Regions from separate parts of the Mus musculus genome. Here region 1 is linked to region 2. Evidence: chromatin contacts called from public Hi-C data. All regions are on one chromosome and are shown on one strand. Each heading gives the region's core, a stretch centred on a gene start, on an enhancer-like site or on the middle of the called end of the contact. The rest is flanking DNA. Distances are from core to core; before and after follow the strand shown.

The links. Hi-C and Micro-C count contacts between places; a contact is called where the count stands out from the background.
Region 1: a Hi-C map of adipose-derived mesenchymal stem cells shows a contact between it and region 2, with 4 times the contacts expected there. The contact joins two enhancer-like sites. A contact is called at or near these places in 1 of 39 promoter capture datasets (liver) and 1 of 484 Hi-C or Micro-C datasets (adipose-derived mesenchymal stem cells).

Annotation. Positions count from the first base shown.
Region 1 is chr10:109,664,868-109,669,520 of GRCm38.p6, forward strand. No RefSeq gene overlaps it. Among named protein-coding and RNA genes, the nearest start is that of Gm40757, 69 kb to the left of the region's middle. Within about 2 kb of position 2,789, at least 9 of the 459 cell types and tissues checked have an H3K27ac peak or open chromatin away from gene starts, as enhancers often do. A contact at or near this core is called in adipose-derived mesenchymal stem cells, where this site is marked.
Region 2 is chr10:107,901,857-107,906,871 of GRCm38.p6, forward strand. It overlaps Otogl (otogelin-like), which reads right to left. Exons shown (of 58, transcript NM_001177567.2): 4 at 1,193-1,259. Among named protein-coding and RNA genes, the nearest start is that of Otogl, 8.0 kb to the right of the region's middle. Within about 2 kb of position 3,230, at least 42 of the 459 cell types and tissues checked have an H3K27ac peak or open chromatin away from gene starts, as enhancers often do. A contact at or near this core is called in adipose-derived mesenchymal stem cells, where this site is marked.

The sequences.
Region 1 (4,653 bases), core at 1,539-4,038, 1.8 Mb after region 2:
CTGAGAGCTGCTGCAGAGAATCACATGCACATCGCTGAGGGAGACACTCAGATCTTTTAAGTCTCCATCCAATTCAAACAGAAAACCAGGACACAATCAACATAACAAAAGACGTTCCGATGATTTAATATGATTCTACTGCATTCATCCAAAGCAGTTAGAAAAGCGTCTTCAAAGTACTTCCTCATTCATCTGCGAAAGTGTAGGCTGGGCCCCCTACTGGACATACTCGGCAGTGCAAGGAAAGAGCTCTTCATTTTAGACTATCATCCTCATGGGTCCCGTGCTGTGCAAGACACAGCCCAAAGCTCCAATGACCGGAAGAGGAAATGAGACGGCAAAAGAACTTGCCAGCCAACCATCTTTCTTCAGACGCCGGGAGGGAGAAGAGGAGCTATGTATGCGAGCATCTTTTTTTTGCCACTGGGGACACAACCATCTAAGCCAGCAACTGCTGTTTGATATAGCTAGGCACCTACCGGCTGGACAGATATCCAAAAAGTGGATTGGCCAGATAGAAAACAGCCTAGACTGAGATCTACATTTAAGAGTAAACGTCCATACTTCCTTTTTCAGGGCCTTAACAGAGATAAACCAGATTAGGGTTTGTGCTGTAGAGCCGCAAGCAAGGCATGAAGCCATGGAAGAGAGAGGGCAAGAAATTTGATACGAAGCTGTGGGTAGTGACCCTTTCACAGGGGTCACATATCAGATATCCTGCATATCATATGTTTATATGGTGCTGTCAGTGTAGCAACATTACAGTTATGAAGTAGCAACAAAATAATTAAAGTAGCACAACATGAGGACATGTGTTAAATGGTCACAGCCTTAGGAAGGTTGAGAACCACTGATGTCAGAGGAACTTAGGCAGATAAATTGTGCCTTTTCCCTAGAACAGCAAATGACAATAACATACTTTAAAAATTAAAATTAAAAAAATGATCTCCTACCAGTTAATTTATTCATTTATTTATTTACTTATTTACTTTTTAGGAACCTCAGTGTTAGCTCTAGCCTGGATTGCTGCAGCAGAGTGACTGATATTTATTGCACAGTTGCATTAGGCATATTCTAATTGAATATGAACATATTAACCCATCCCTATCATTCTTGTCATTTTATATGATGGTAAGAAAACGGGGTTTAGAAATAACTTGCCTAAAGTCACATACACTGGTAACAGGGAAAGGTCGCTGTTAAGGCTACTGTATACAAGTCTTAGAGACTGGGTGTTTATGAGATCCGCATATCTATTGGGAGCCAAACCAACTGAAGACTTTCTCAGAGGCCTCCAGGTAAGGTTAAAAGGGGATGTTAATTCTGTGTCCTTGCAAGGGTCAACTTGGCCAGGTCCATTCTGGAGGCTGGAGGCTGGGGGCTGGGGGCTGGGGGCTGGAGCCTGGGCCCTTTAAGGTTTTGGTTCCTGGAAACCTGACTTTCTCCCTTGGAGGGCTGTAGTTATCAGTGCTAAGGCATCTCTGTCTGAGATATCCTGTGTTTTCTTTGCCAACATTGTTTGATTTAGCTCTCTGCTGACCTTGGGCCCATCTTCCCCCTACAAACAGTATATAAGATGAGAGACTCAATAAACTCACTTGTACAAGGCTGGGTCCTAGCTATCCATCTTCTTTATTTCTCACAGTGGGTCTACTCTTCTTCAACTCACCATTTAGGACCCTATTCTGGTGGGCTCAGGTCATACTTTTCAGATCTGGAGGTTAAATGTCTGTGGTTAAGTTGCTAACATTGCTCTCTGCTGACACCATACCATTGCTTCCAGAGGGCGTGTCCTCATCTGTGACCTCCCATCATCAAGGGTCAGAACAAAAGGACCTGTGTACTTTTTCCAGACCATTTTATAATTTTGCTTATATCACTCAAAAGAGTTTATGACTTATCATTCATTTGTAATCACCTTATGACTTCATAATATTGATTGGGAATTAAGTTGCAATGAAAACCTTGATGGCTTTATAAATATTAAAATTATAACTGGTAGGATTTGAACCCATACAGACTGATTCTAAAAGCTATGCTCTCAGTAACATTAGTCCTTTACTATCCTAAATTAAAGCATTTCCCCTTCACTGTAGGTTAATTCCTTAATATCTTATTCGGACACTAAAATGTCTAACAAGCTCCCAACAGCTTGTATGGAATTCCACGATTTCAATCATTTATGATCTCAGTCTCCACCACATGCTCTCCCTGTTGGACAATGGCTGTCCTCTACCACACACACACACACCCTCGCTCTTTGTAGCTATCTCTTTCATTTCTGTATCTTCATGTCCTGGATCATTTCTACATGTCTCTCCTACTCCATTCTGAAACTGCAAATGTATAGTAGATGAGTTGGGGGCTCACAGAAAATAACATATACAAAGAACAGAAGCCCCTCTCCCCAAGTGTCTCATATATCTGAATTCTGAGACTGTAGCAACCACAGTGGGTGAACAATGTGATCCTTCATTCTGTTTTAAAGTGCTTATTTAGGCTTTCAGCCGAAGAACAAGGCAAAAGAAATTTAGTTCCGCGCTCAGCGAGCGTGGTCTGACTCTCGGATAATTTATTTATTTATTTATTTTTTATGACAGATTCCATTTTCTGCTGCTGGCATGATTACACGGGAACACATTTGTCCACTGAGAGTACATTTGTGTCATTTGCATGGGCTAACTCAGTGGTAGCATTTAATTTCTGCGATATTATTCACTTATCAGACCCAAACCAGTACATGTTCAGAATGAGTAAGTGTACTGGAATGTTATTATAAGATTCGGCCTTGGGAGGCAAGAAGAGCACAAATGTTTAGCTCAGGATTGCTTCATTATTGCTAAAGCACAGCTCTCTTTGAAAGGGTTCATTTTCTGGGGAAATTTGGGACTGGAGAGCTGAGAATATGTGCTCTATCACAAATGTTGTGTTTCAGTATTGTTTACCGACATTGTAGAAAACTGGATTTCTTGTATAGGGAACCTGGTTAGGAATATATTAAGAGTGAGTACCATGGTAGTACTCACCATGGTACTAGATTAGAAAATATCTGCAAAGGGTGGCTGTCATCTTTGGGGTATAATTGGTTATTGGAGTGGTACACTCTACGCTGAAAACAGAGACTCTTTTTTAGGAGAAAAGGCATTCCTTTTATCTAAAATAGTCTAATGTTTAAGCTTTGGCACCTATGGTTGGCAAGGTCTAAGAGTGAGAGAAAATGATACTATTTCTTACATAATTTTCCTTTGGGTCAGAAGTAGAATTTGTTCCTGTGATGACATATTTGCATATTTAATATTAATTATTCAGAAAGCAGGTGATTAGGTCAGTTCAACTTAATCACACTGTAATCGATAAGTAAAGTCCAAGGAAAACAATTTCATCAGCTTTCCAGGCACTGAAAATGTAGGGAACCAGAAAGAACTCAGCCTGGTTCCTGGATCTGAGAGGGATGCCAAGATGATGTTCAGGAAAGAAATGGAAGCGTTAATCGCACCAACTCTGCCAACCCCTGAATGTGCACCCTTTCTGTAGGTTTGTCTCATCTCGCAGACACTTTCATCCCAATTTTGTGAGACTGTCCACACAGAAAGCAAGGGTGCCAGCCTGATTTACGACTTACAAAACCATGCACTAGTAAACGAATATGGTTATGTTTCACTCAGTAATAGAAAGCTAACAGAACAAGCCATTCAATGTATTTAAAATTTGTTGTAGCAAACTTTACAGACACCAGTCAATAAGGCTTCACTTTGAAACTGTATCTGGCAGTATCCTAAGCATCTTTTCATCTTCCCATGCCACACCAACACCACAGGTTCCACCGAGCATCAGTCATATTTTGTGTTTCTTTCTTTGTCTTTTTAATTTTATTTTTTATTTCTTATTTTATTGAGATGCGAATGAACTCACAAAGAAATGAAGGGTAAAGACATGACGAAATGCATCCATAAAGATTAATCAGTTAGCTTGTGGGAATGTGAGAGCATCTGGGGATTTGAAATAGAGGTAAACCAAGAAGAGCGATTTTCTCCAACAAGGTTTCTTTTTTGTTTGTTTGTTTTTGTAGAAATGAATCAAGGAAAATAAAATTAAAAAAAAAGAAAATAGGGTGAGAATTGTTTTCCTCCTGGACCATTCTATTATAAATAAATCTGAATTATGAAGATGAAAAAAAAAAAGAAATGAATCAAGGATAGTTATCTCTTTCAAACTCGGTTGCACAATCTATAAATTCACCTCATTTCTTTGTGACCAAGGATCTGGCCTTCAAACACATGGGAAATATTTGCAAGACCAAGTTTCCAAGATGGACTTTCAGTAGAGGTAAGACAAATTCCGAGTACTGACAAGATACTGTTACCCTTTGTAATCAAACTTTGTATGTTTACTTCCATCAACTTGGGGAATAAATTTCTCCTCAACCAGCAGGCCCTAAAGATAGCACATTTTGGCTAATGTAATTTTTAAAAATTAAAGATGATTAATCAGCAACCATCAATTCCAGAAGTTCTCACAAGTCTCAGACAGTCAGCATCATTAATTGAACAACTATCATGTTCAAGTCACTGTCTTATAAAGAGACTGCTAAGACGAAGAATGGACCAAAAAGACAAAATATAGAGTTATCTCCAATTTTTCTTTTTAATACTC
Region 2 (5,015 bases), core at 1,980-4,479:
TGAGGCTAGGCTATAAATGACCCCGTCTTTGGAAATCGGTGCTTAACAAAGATAAGGCAGAAGCAAAAATCACGCCTCCGCCCTACCCCCACCCCCACCCCCACCCCCAAATACCTTTTTCGTGGAAAGAAAACTTGCCTCAAATAAATACGTTAAAAAGAAGAAACAAATTGCTACACGTTTTCTTTAATCTCAAAGGCATCTCCTGAGTGAGTTTGAGAAGGCAAAGGAATGCTAGGGAAAGGTTTCCTCTGTTAAGAAGACAGCAGCAACTGGCAAAGCTCAGGCTGAAAGAACCCCAGTTATACATCAGGAGCGGAGAACGTCTTTGAGTCACTGTAAAATATTACTAAAGAAGCCAGGGCTGTCTGGAAGATGTCACATTGGCGAAGACACTTGTCTGACTGTAATAACAAACACGGTCTGCCAAATAGGAGAAGGACAAAGTCCTGTTATCATTTCCCCCCTAAACGTCCACTGACTTCTCTTTACATTTCAAAGCCTACAGATCTCTAGGTAAATTTTAGGTGAGTTGGGGGTGGGGGAGAAGGAACTGTCTTAACTTAAATCAAAATATGGGTGAAAAATGTTTTACATAAACTTACAAACAGTGTGGCTTTTCTTTAAGAGATATGCCTATCCTACACTGGGTAGGTGACTAAGTATTTACATAAACAAGCAGAATATTTTTTGGAAAATGTATTTACAAAGCTGCTTACTCTATTGAAGGAAAACATCAAACTTTGCTGTGACTTTAAACCTGATGATAAGAATTACTTCTGTTTCTTTCAATTTTGAGCTCCCACCAGCTTTCTACTTAACAGAAATAGTATACTGCCAAGACAAAAGACGGACAGTGGGGAGGGAAGGGAAAAGGGTCATTGACTGTGAACAAAAGAAAAAGCTTCCTGCTACCCTTGCAGTGTTCTCTCCAGCCACACTGTCAGCAGCTTCATCTAACTGTTTAGTTCTGGCCAATCTAAAAATAATTTGGATTTGGATTTGTATAGGACATGAACTTAAATGATTGCTATCATTACCGTCGTGACTCGGCCCTTTCCAGTATACATGGAAGCCAACAAGAACAGATTTAACCTAGCCCCGCCCCCAGCCCCACCCCCGCCCGCCCCTGCCCCACCACCAAGGGACCATCTCAGAAAACACAGACAGAAGAACAGAGACCCGCACTGACCTTTTATTTTACTCTCACCCCAATTAATAGCTTCGTGGAAAAAATATCTCGGAGAGGTTGCTTCAAACTTTAAAACAGAGAAATGCAAATGCAAATTAGTTTGCTTAACATAAGCCAAAAGTGCAAATGGAGAAATTCTGGAAAGCGTTTATAAATATAGAAATTATGAAGTACTGACTTAATGTATCTTCCCATGATCGAGACCGTCTCGGGGAAGTAGAAAGGGTTCCCATGGGGTGATGGTTAATAGAGCTGGCTTTAAGCCGCCTTCTTTTTCCTCTTTGGCTACTTACACAAGGCGTTTGTCCTCTATGCCCTCACTCAGCTTGTGCCTACCCCACTACTCCTTTGTGAAAGGAGCCATAAACAGGCACTGTTGTCTTAACTGATTCTTTGTATACAAAAGTAACAGTTCTCTGACAGTTTCAGACGTGAGTGAGTAAAGGGAAGCTCAAGGGGTCATACAGTTAGGGCTGACCTGCCTGTGTACCAGACTGTGAAACCGCCACTCACAGAAACACCCTCTGACCTTTTACTTCTATTTAGCCACATTTCCTATCAATGTAATGCCTCCACCTGTTCATCTGTAAAATGGGAACCTTAATGACACCTGCTTCACTGGGTGGTGTAGCAATGGAGTAGATGCTGTCCTGTAAGCTTTTAGAGTAGTGCCTCTCACAGAAGGTTAGTAAGAAGGGAACTAATACTGCCTTTAACAATCCAGATGAAATGTGGTGGTTTAGGAATTATTATAAATAATTATATATTGCTAAAGCTAGTCACTTATAGATTATCAGCCCAACTCAATTCCGTTTGCATGTATAGATCATGATCATTAATGGCCTTTCCAATGGTACTTATATTCACCTGAAGACATAGAGTCGAACTTTGCTACCTGGTTAAAAATTGAGTATCTGGGAATGTTAGGGAAACTGGAGCAGGATGTGAGATAAGCAAGATGATTGACGTGATGTAAGGACCAAGATCTTTGACCTCTAATCTGATGATTATTCTCACACATGAGAAGTTTGATTTAAGCATTTTTCCGTGTGTGTGTGTGTGTGTGTGTGTGTGTGTGTGTGCTTGTGCGCATGAGAAATAGAGAAATGCATGTATCTTGCTCATGTGTGTACACCAAGGGAGGTACGTTTGCCTATGGAGACTGGAGTTTGACATTTGCTGCCTTCCTCAATTACTCTCTACTTTATTTTTTGAGGTATTTTTTGACCTAGAGCCCAGGGATTCAGTTATGCTGACTAGCCAATCAGCTCCCGGGATCTTCCTGTCTGCACCCACACACACACTCTGTAAGTAGTAACAAAAGGCCATGCCTGGCTTTTCACTGAGGATCTAAAGTACAAGCAGGTCCTTACTCTTTCGTAGCAGGTACCTACCGGTCCATCTCCCTAGCTCCTCAGTATGTCCTTTAAACAGAACTCATCCCATGTTACATGATACTACTATTCTATTCTCTCATTTGTTAAGGACTCTTAAAGAGTCACTTCTAAGCTCCTTTCCCCATACCAGGGCTCCAAGTTCATAAGTTCATTACTTCCTCCTTGCAAATTGGTCTATGTTTTATCCTCACTTCTCAATCCCTTCCGTTTCTATTCTCCTGGCCCTCCAACGGTTTATGTTATGGTCTCACAGTGATGCCATGTTGAATTTTCTCTTCCACCATACTGTTTCCAGGTGCCTAAATCAAACAAACAGGCATTAACATTGCTTGGCACATACCATCTTCCAAGCTCTTTGCCCCTGAAATAATTTACGCCAACCGTTGCAGTGGAAACCAGTCCCTCATCTCTGATGTTTGACAAACATCTTCAACTCTGCCTCACACTAGCCTAAGTACCTGAACGAATTATCTAGTCCATGTAGCCTCAGTTTCCAATAAATAAAAAGGAGTAATAGTGTCTCCCTTACAGAATCAGGAGGATAAAATGAAAGAATCAGTGACTAATGATACCCCAAGCATATAATAAGAGGACAGGCTTCCTGCCTCTTACTATTACTAAATGACAATGGCATGTGCAGGCTATGAGGACAGCTCAGCGGGTAAAGCCTAGGAACCTGAGCTGGATTTCCAGGACCACATGGTGGAAAGAGAAAGACTCCCAAAAGTTGTCTTCTGACATCCATGTGCATGCCTTGGTATGAGAACACACACATGCTACATACACAACACACACACATATACTCATGCATGCACACAGAGAGAACCCCCCCACACACACAAACACATACATACAAAATTAATTAATTAATTAATTAATTAATATACACTGGACTAGCCCTAGTATATTTATTTCTTACTCCGCTCAACTTTGACCTCCTCTAAAGAAATCCCAGTGACCACTTAACATTCCTGACAATTCGGCCATGCTTCTGTTTACCCAGCACCATAGTTCGTTTCTCAAGTGTAAAAGTCCACACTCAGTTTTAGCTTCGGAACATTTCTGAACTCAGAACGGCATGCTACTTTAATAAGTGAGGCCTTTTCATTTTTATGTTATGTCCATCACAACAAATAACTCATGATGACTCAGATTCCATGAACCATTTGCACAGAAAATGATTTCTTTACAGATCCCTGGAGACATGAAGTTTCTAAATTTACAAGCATGGCTATTCTGCATGACAGGACTTCTGGCAAGTCAGCAACAAGTATCAACTGAACTGGAAAAAAAGGATATAGTTCAAATGGGAATCTGCTTCTCCTGGTATTTAGAGCTATGACTAAAGCAAACTCCAGCAATGTTTTTTCAGCCCATATCATATTCACTTGGGTTTCTGTGGGAATGCAGAGCTTCCAACTCCAAGCCCAGTTTACTTTCTATCTCTGCCTGAGGACAGAGTCCAAGAGGGACGTTTCGGCTATTTCAGACACACTAGCTCCTCTCTTTGCTCAGTAGGAAAACAAGAATTGATGGGTGATAAATATTTTTGCCAATATACTCCATTGGTAGTCACCTCCTTCTTATTATAGAAAATTTATCTTAACTACTTCACATGATATATGAGGGTTTTTGTTGTTCTTGTTGTTGTTCTCACACAGGGTCTCACTATACAACCCAGACTAGCCCCATCCCTTGCAGAAACAGGAAGAGAGGCTACGTATCACGTTCCCAATGAGACTGAGCCCTAGATGTCTACCACAGGAAGCCCCCCATTCACATGCCCTGAATTGTGTTTTCTCTCTCTCTTCTCTCACTCTTGTCTGACCCTCCCTTGTATATTTTCCAGAGACTGTTCACCTAAGCCTTGGTCTCAGTGCCTGCTTCAGAAGAGTCACTGAATGCAATGCAAAGAATGTTGTTGTGGGTACACATATTCACAGAACCAATAAAAGAGGACTGGTAGCCACTCTTTCTCCTTCCTGATCGCACCTCCACAGGAGGATGGCCAATACCACAGAGATGTGCCCTCGATAGACAAATCACAGCAACAATCACATGTACGCCATTTATAGAAGTCTATGCTTAGGCTGTGCATGCTTACGTCACTGCCAGCATAGTTCTGAGGACAGTTATTCATCCATCAGCAACGTTTGCTTACAGCACAGGAGTGAGCTGAGTATGAATGGCCTTAAAGCCTATTTCTAAGCAGGGAACCGCCTGACTGTGACCTCATTGCTCCCTGTCACATTTCTCCCTTGAAAACTTAATCGACATTAAATGATCTCGACACGTGTCCACTGGCTGCAGGAAAGAAATGCAAGCCTCCTGTTCTTCATCCTGCCTAAAATAGACACGAAGACAAAGCAAGCACATCGCTCTTAGTAGCAGAGGAGAGGCACTAACCTAACTCCTAGTGGGTACAT